Regions from separate parts of the Sus scrofa genome. Here region 2 is linked to region 1. A link is a contact called in public HiChIP or PLAC-seq data. All regions are on one chromosome and are shown on one strand. The core of a region is the stretch at or near the end of the contact, and the rest is flanking DNA. Distances in the headings are between cores, read along the strand shown.

The links. HiChIP or PLAC-seq counts read pairs in DNA pulled down with a chosen protein or histone mark.
Region 2: a contact with region 1 is called in an H3K27ac HiChIP or PLAC-seq map of alveolar macrophages. The contact joins two enhancer-like sites. A contact is called at or near these places in 2 of 47 Hi-C or Micro-C datasets (embryonic fibroblasts and epiblast stem cells) and 2 of 2 datasets of contacts at active chromatin or transcription factors (alveolar macrophages and skeletal muscle).

The regions. Positions count from the first base shown.
Region 1 is chr13:110,635,198-110,638,567 of Sscrofa11.1, reverse strand. All of the region lies in intron 1 of FNDC3B (fibronectin type III domain-containing protein 3B), which reads right to left. Among named protein-coding and RNA genes, the nearest start is that of FNDC3B, 49 kb to the right of the region's middle. Within about 2 kb of position 1,582, at least 6 of the 83 cell types and tissues checked have an H3K27ac peak or open chromatin away from gene starts, as enhancers often do. A contact at or near this core is called in alveolar macrophages, where this site is marked.
Region 2 is chr13:110,860,767-110,863,816 of Sscrofa11.1, reverse strand. The region is part of intron 11 of FNDC3B (fibronectin type III domain-containing protein 3B); the gene reads right to left. Among named protein-coding and RNA genes, the nearest start is that of GHSR, 130 kb to the left of the region's middle. Within about 2 kb of position 1,261, at least 11 of the 83 cell types and tissues checked have an H3K27ac peak or open chromatin away from gene starts, as enhancers often do. A contact at or near this core is called in alveolar macrophages, where this site is marked.

The sequences.
Region 1 (3,370 bases), core at 333-2,832:
GGTCAGAATTAGACATAACTGTGTCTGAGTCAGTTAAAAATATAAACTGTTGAATATTTTAAAATCACTGCTATTGAAAGGATTCTTCCTTTCATAAAGTCTGTCACCTCTGACTCTTCCTTTCCATTATCACCACCACCAGGAGCAGCACCTTAGTTCAGGAATCAAATCACTTTTAGACTCTGGAAATGTCTGGAACCACTTATGCTGCCTCTTATCTCTCTCTCTTTTTTTTTTTTTTTTTTTTTTTTTTTTTGTCTTTTTGCCATTTCTTGGGCCAATCCCACTGCATATGGAGGTTCCCAGGCTAGGGATCAAATCGGAGCTGTAGCCACTGGCCTATGCCAGAGCCACAGTAACGTGGGATCTGAGCCGCGCGTCTGCAACCTACACCACAACTCGCGGCAATGCCGGATCCTTAACCCACTGAGCAAGGCCAGGGATCGAACCCGCAACCTCACGGTTCCTTGTCGAATTCGTTAACCACTGAGCCACAACAGGAACTCCTCTCATCTCTCTCTTGCCTCCTGCTTCCCTCCACCCTCTCCTGCACACAGACTATGTAACTTCTTCCGAAATGTCACTTCTATGAGGCCACTACTGGGTCTCACAAACCAGGGAATCCTCAAGCAGAAGCCAGAGCAGCACTCATGAGAGATATGGAATGAGGGACTCTGCTCTGTGGAAGCCGTGGATCTACTGAGTGAGCTTACTGTTCCAGTTAGTGTTTCTCCAGGTATGACGTAGGAACTACTGCAACAGAATCAGGTGGGGTACTTGTTTAGGAATGTAGATTCCTCACCAATGTTCACAGCAGGGTTACTCATAAATGTCAAAAAAGGAGAAACTACCCAAACATCTATCGACTTTAGAATAAATAAGATATGGTATACCCACGCAATGGAAACTTCTTTGGCAGTATAAAGGAATGAAGTATGACACAAGGTAGAATATGGATACACTGTGGAAATATTATGCTAAGCTGGAAAAGCCAGTCATAAAAGGACACATATTAAATGACTTCCTTTTTATGAAATGTCCGTAATAGGTGAATTTTTAGAGACAGAAAGTAGACTGGTGATTGGCTGGAGCCACCAAGATGGGGGCGGGGGTGGGGGGGTAACTGCTAATAGGTAGTACAGGTTTCTTTGACAAAGTACAAAAATGTTCCAGAATTTGCGAGTAGTGATGGCTATTCAATCTTGCCAATATGTTTAAAAAATATATTGAATTTTACATCTCAAATGAATAAACTTATGATGTAAATTATTTCTCAGTAAAGCTGTTTAAAAATACAAATCCCTCAATTGAGCCTCAGAGCTACTAAATCAGAAACTCCAGAAGGAGGCCTGAATAGCCTCCCTCTGAACAAGGGCTGGTGCTGAGCATTTTCACTAAGTATCCCAGAAAAGCTATAAAATACACTAAAGTTATCACTTAGATATTTTCTACTACTGTATATAGGCTAAATATTATATGCTGTACCTCAGAACATTTCTCAAGTCAAGCAGATCCTGTAGTCACCATGCCTATAAATGTATTTCCTATTCTGCCAACACAATGCACCCTCCTAAGTGGTGTCACAACTCTCCAGAAGCATGTGACCACTGAAACATTGCTCTTGTCACTCTCCTCCTCTTTCCTAGGACATCCACCTATGGTTCAAGCCTTATCTGCTGCTTAAAGCTACCTCAAGATTACTCCAGTTCACAATGACCTCTACTAAGAGCCCTCTGGGCCTTGCTATGCTCAAGTGTGAAAGGAAGGTGATGGACTGCTAGACTCTCATCCAAAGACTCAAGAGACATGCTAGGCAAGCAGACTTCCTCCATTCAATCCACTTATCCAAATAATATGTCTTGTGCAACTGTCTCCACTACTCGATGTACAAGGAAGTTAAATAACTTGAGGAAGTTTTTTGTTTTGTTTTGTTTTGTTTTTTTAAGGCAGTAGAGTATGTACCTGTTAGAAGGTCCTCAGGCTACTTACTGGTATAGACCCCTGGCACGTAGTAATAGTGGCTCATACATTTGAAAAATTCCTTGATATTTAACAAATCATTCCTTTAGCTTCAGTCTATTCAGACTTCTATGTTTGCTGAGATATCTAAAGAGATCTTTTGCATGGGGGGACCTGTCACTTCTGTACTGCTTCTGTGTGATATATGAGGGTTGCTTCTTTGCCAGGAAGACACCACCAGCCTCTATCAAAGAGACCTGTGATATGCATTGGTTTTTCTGTCAGTGATGATAGCTATGTGAAAGCATTTGAGAGAAAAGCTAAGGTTAGAGGTGCATTCCAAGGTCATGAAATGAACAAAGATAACTGGCCCACCCCACGATCAATCTGTAATCTTATTCTCTGAAGCAGTCTAAAGCCATTCATCACTGCCCCCACCCACCTTGCAAGGCAAGGTCAGTGAAATGCCAGAGCACTCCAGCTGATGTTCCTGGAAGCAACACAATTTTGAAGATTGCTCTTCGGTGACTACTCATGTCAGGATGAATAAACACAAATTGTGCATGTATTAAAATAAAAGCCAACTTTTTGAAAATGCTAATAGTTTGGGTATCACACTGTATGGGTACCAAATATATTCTTACATTTCCTTCAACTGTAGTAACATAGTAACGAAGTCTCATAGAGCCGAAATTAAGATGCTCTAAAACAAACATACACACATATACACACATGCAGAGATATGTACTCTTCAGAACACTAAGAAATTACAGAGGCTTGATACTATAACATCTATCTCTAAATCTATAAAATACATAGACACCTATAATTGTAATTTCTAGTAATTTTTTCAGAAGTTAGCAAAGTAAGGGAAAATTTGTACCTCTTCTTCAAATTGTACTATCTCTTTTCACATATTAGTATAATAGAGATAAGAACCTTGAGAATTCAAAATTATTAAGGAGGATCTTATCTAAATATACAAAAAGAAGCATCAGCCACAACAAATTTAAATGGGGCTAAAATTTTCAATGGCATTGCCAAGTGGAACTCCTACATGTTCTACTTCACTGATAAGACATACTTTTTTACCTCTAAACATTTGCTACTTGAAAAAAATATTTTCCCAAGTACTTCAGAAGAGCTTTATTTTATTCTACTCCCTCTCCTCAGCTCCTCAACCTCAATTTTATTTTAGTAAATTACTTCCCAAAGGTAGCTGTTGAAGAAATTACTGGGATGCAAACTTAAATTAACAATAGTATCTTTAGTACCCAGATAAAACAAGGTAAAGGATGATTTAGTTTTAGTTTTGTAAGCTACACCCTGAGTAAGGATATCATTTCAGTTTATCTTCACATTCATATCCCGTTACATGAGAAAAGCAAAATGATAAGGAATACTAGCCTGG
Region 2 (3,050 bases), core at 12-2,511, 230 kb before region 1:
TCTAGTCTGAGAGCACCCAGTCAACACCCTGGGCCTTACGACAAATGGAAGTGTTTTCTGCTCGGGCCCCAGGGTGTTTGTCCTCTTCTTCTGGTGAAAATTGCTCCCCAGAAAAGCACTCCATTTGCTAGCAGCTGAATTTGAATTATACACACGGCAGATATCAGATTAGTACTTCCCTCATCCTGAGCTCACTGCTTTGCTTCTATCAGCTCTCTTACCATTGAACAGAAATACACTGCCTGTTATCTACATCCTAGACCCCTCTAGACTGGCTCCATCTCCATTCCCTCCAGCCTGTCTTAGGCAGCCCGGTCCCCAATGCCACCGCAATTCTACTGACCACAGAGTTCACTGGACCTAGTCTGTTAGTCTCATTTACCTGATCCTTGGTGAACAAGTGCCTCTTTTCGGTTCTAGATTCACACAATAAAGGGAGGCACCACCTTCAGGGGAAAGTCCCAGAATACTAAACACTCCACTGGCATCTGCCCCTGCTCCATTCTCATCCCTACTCCCTTTCTAGAAGAGTCACACATTTGATGACAAGTCCTAATAATACTCAGAGTCCAGATATTCTTCTAGGTCCCACAAGGTTCCTGCTACATTCTCAAGAATGCCAGCTTTTTGCCAGACTATGAAGGCGCCCAGTCTTAGGAGGCAGGGGCGAGAGAAGGCAGCGTGGGGGAGTGTGTGAAATGTAACTCATGGGGCTACACAGCAGACAGTGACTCACCCTTGGAAACATTTTTCAAGATGTGTTAATATAAACTTCAGGGACAAAGATATTCCTCCCCCCCACCCCAAGGGAATGCCTATCAAACATTATTTCACTCTTTTAAATGAAATTTGGGGGTAAAATAGAAATAAAAGGTTTAAAATATTTTAAGGAATATAGTCTCTATTTTCTCATTTTATCTTCTGCCCTTTTATAACCTACTTGAATCTTTCTACTCTAGTTAAAAAATATAAATTAAAAAATATAAATAAGATCATAAATAATATGTTAATTATCCCTTCAAAAACAGGGGAGGGAATACTTCGCTGACCTGCAAGTCACCCAGAAGAGGACACATGAAGGGTGACAACAGAGACAGAGACATTAATTGGCAGGAATGCTGTTTTTCTCATGGGTTCCCTCTCCTTACCATTACAGGAGCAGGCAGTGAGCTCTTCCATCTGATGGTGTCATGTTTGAGCACCACTGAGTCAGGGCTCACAGGCTAGCAGAGCTGAGCTGGCATGAGGTCTGAGGTCTGTCATAGCACCACATCTCTGGCTGCACATCTGCCTTCCTTCCCCTCTTCCCAGAACACTCAGAGGAGAGCAGGGGTAGGAAAAGAGTTAAGTTGTACTTTCAAAGTCCACGACCTTGGATCTAACAGTCTTAGAGCATAGGACCTAAAACACCATATGTGCTACGCAAAGATAAAGGTAAAAAGATGAATGGACTAAAAGAGTCAAGAGAGCCTATGTCACATGGTGACAATTTTAAACATGTCCAAACATTCTCTGATTCCCCATTCAGTGAGGAACAAAACCCTTTCCCTTAAACGTAGGTGGGTGAGTAACCCTCTGTATCTGAGAAGCTGTGTATGTGACTTTTAAGGCTAGGTCTGAAAAGGGGGGAACACTCACTTTTGCAATTCTGACTCCCCTGAGGCTGCCATGGTGTGAGAGAGCCTGAGACGAGGTCCCACCCAAGACAGTAGTGATGCTAGACTTGTGAGCAAGGTCCCTGCCAGAAGGTTCCAGCCCCTAGCCAATGACCCTCCCAGGTGAAGCTCCAGAACTTGTGGGACACAGACCAGTTAACCCCCCAGGGCCCTGTCCAAATTGCCAACCCAGAATCCATGAGGTAAGAAAGTGACTGCTTTAAGATATTAAGTTTTGAGGTAATTTGTTATGTGGTATTAGACTCATCTATTTTGATGTCCATATGTGTTTACAATATAAAGTTTTTTGGTAAACTTTTACAAATTCCTCCTGCACTATAAACAGCCAGGAGATAAGGGAGCAGAAGTATGCATGCTAGTATACAAAACCAGTGTTTAACTGGTTAGTTAACATAAACCAGTGTTTATGCCTGAGTAAAGCCTTCTACTTTCCACATGCTTTTCCCCTCAAAGCCGTCTAATAAAGTAAGGCCTCTCTAAATAGATTTTTTAATTATTCCTATAGAAGCTAAAAATGTAACAAGACTGCTGAGGATAAGGATCCACCAAAATTGCTAATCAATGGCAATGAAATTACTTCATCTTATGGAGTAACATTTTATACTGATTTAAGACTTTCTAAGAATGCTATCCCAAAAGTTATAGAGGATCGTGGGGAGTTTTTTTTGTTTGTTTGTCTTGTTTTTTTTTTTTTGCTTTTTAGGGCTGCACCTGTGCCATACAGAAGTTCCCAGGCTAGAGGTCAAATCAGAGCTACAGCTGTCGGCCACAGCCACACAGGATCCGAGCTGTGTCTGAGACCTGTGCCACAGCTCACCACAACATGGGATCCTTAACCCACTCAGTGAGGCCAGGGATCGAACTCACATTCTCATGGATACTAGTCGGGTTCATTAACCACTGAAACACAATGGGAACTCAGAGATTTTTAAATATAGTCAAGCAAAAGTCTTTTGGGCATGGTTTAGGTATGGCATGGCCTAAAGCCTCAGGAGTGAGCAAATTAAATAACCTTTCAAAGGACTTCCACAAGTAATCAGGTTTCTCCTCTCTTTGGTATCTGTTTATACACATAATGCAATAACGTTCCAGCAGAAAAGTCAATACGGATGGGTTTGCTTATTTGAAAACTGGTATCAAAGTATAAAAAGTATTTGATTTCTTTCATAAAATGAAACTAATTTTTAAAGTAAAATATGTTTATAAGTAGCTGCTAACTGAGAACAAACAAAGGTATTTTTTCAAGTCAGTTTTCCTTCTTGATTAACTTAGTATCTTCATAAAGCTGTCCTCAGTACTTGGGAAGATGAATCCTCAAAATGGGTTTGTTTCCTGTTGAGGAACTTAACATATCCATGGCCAATTCTATACATG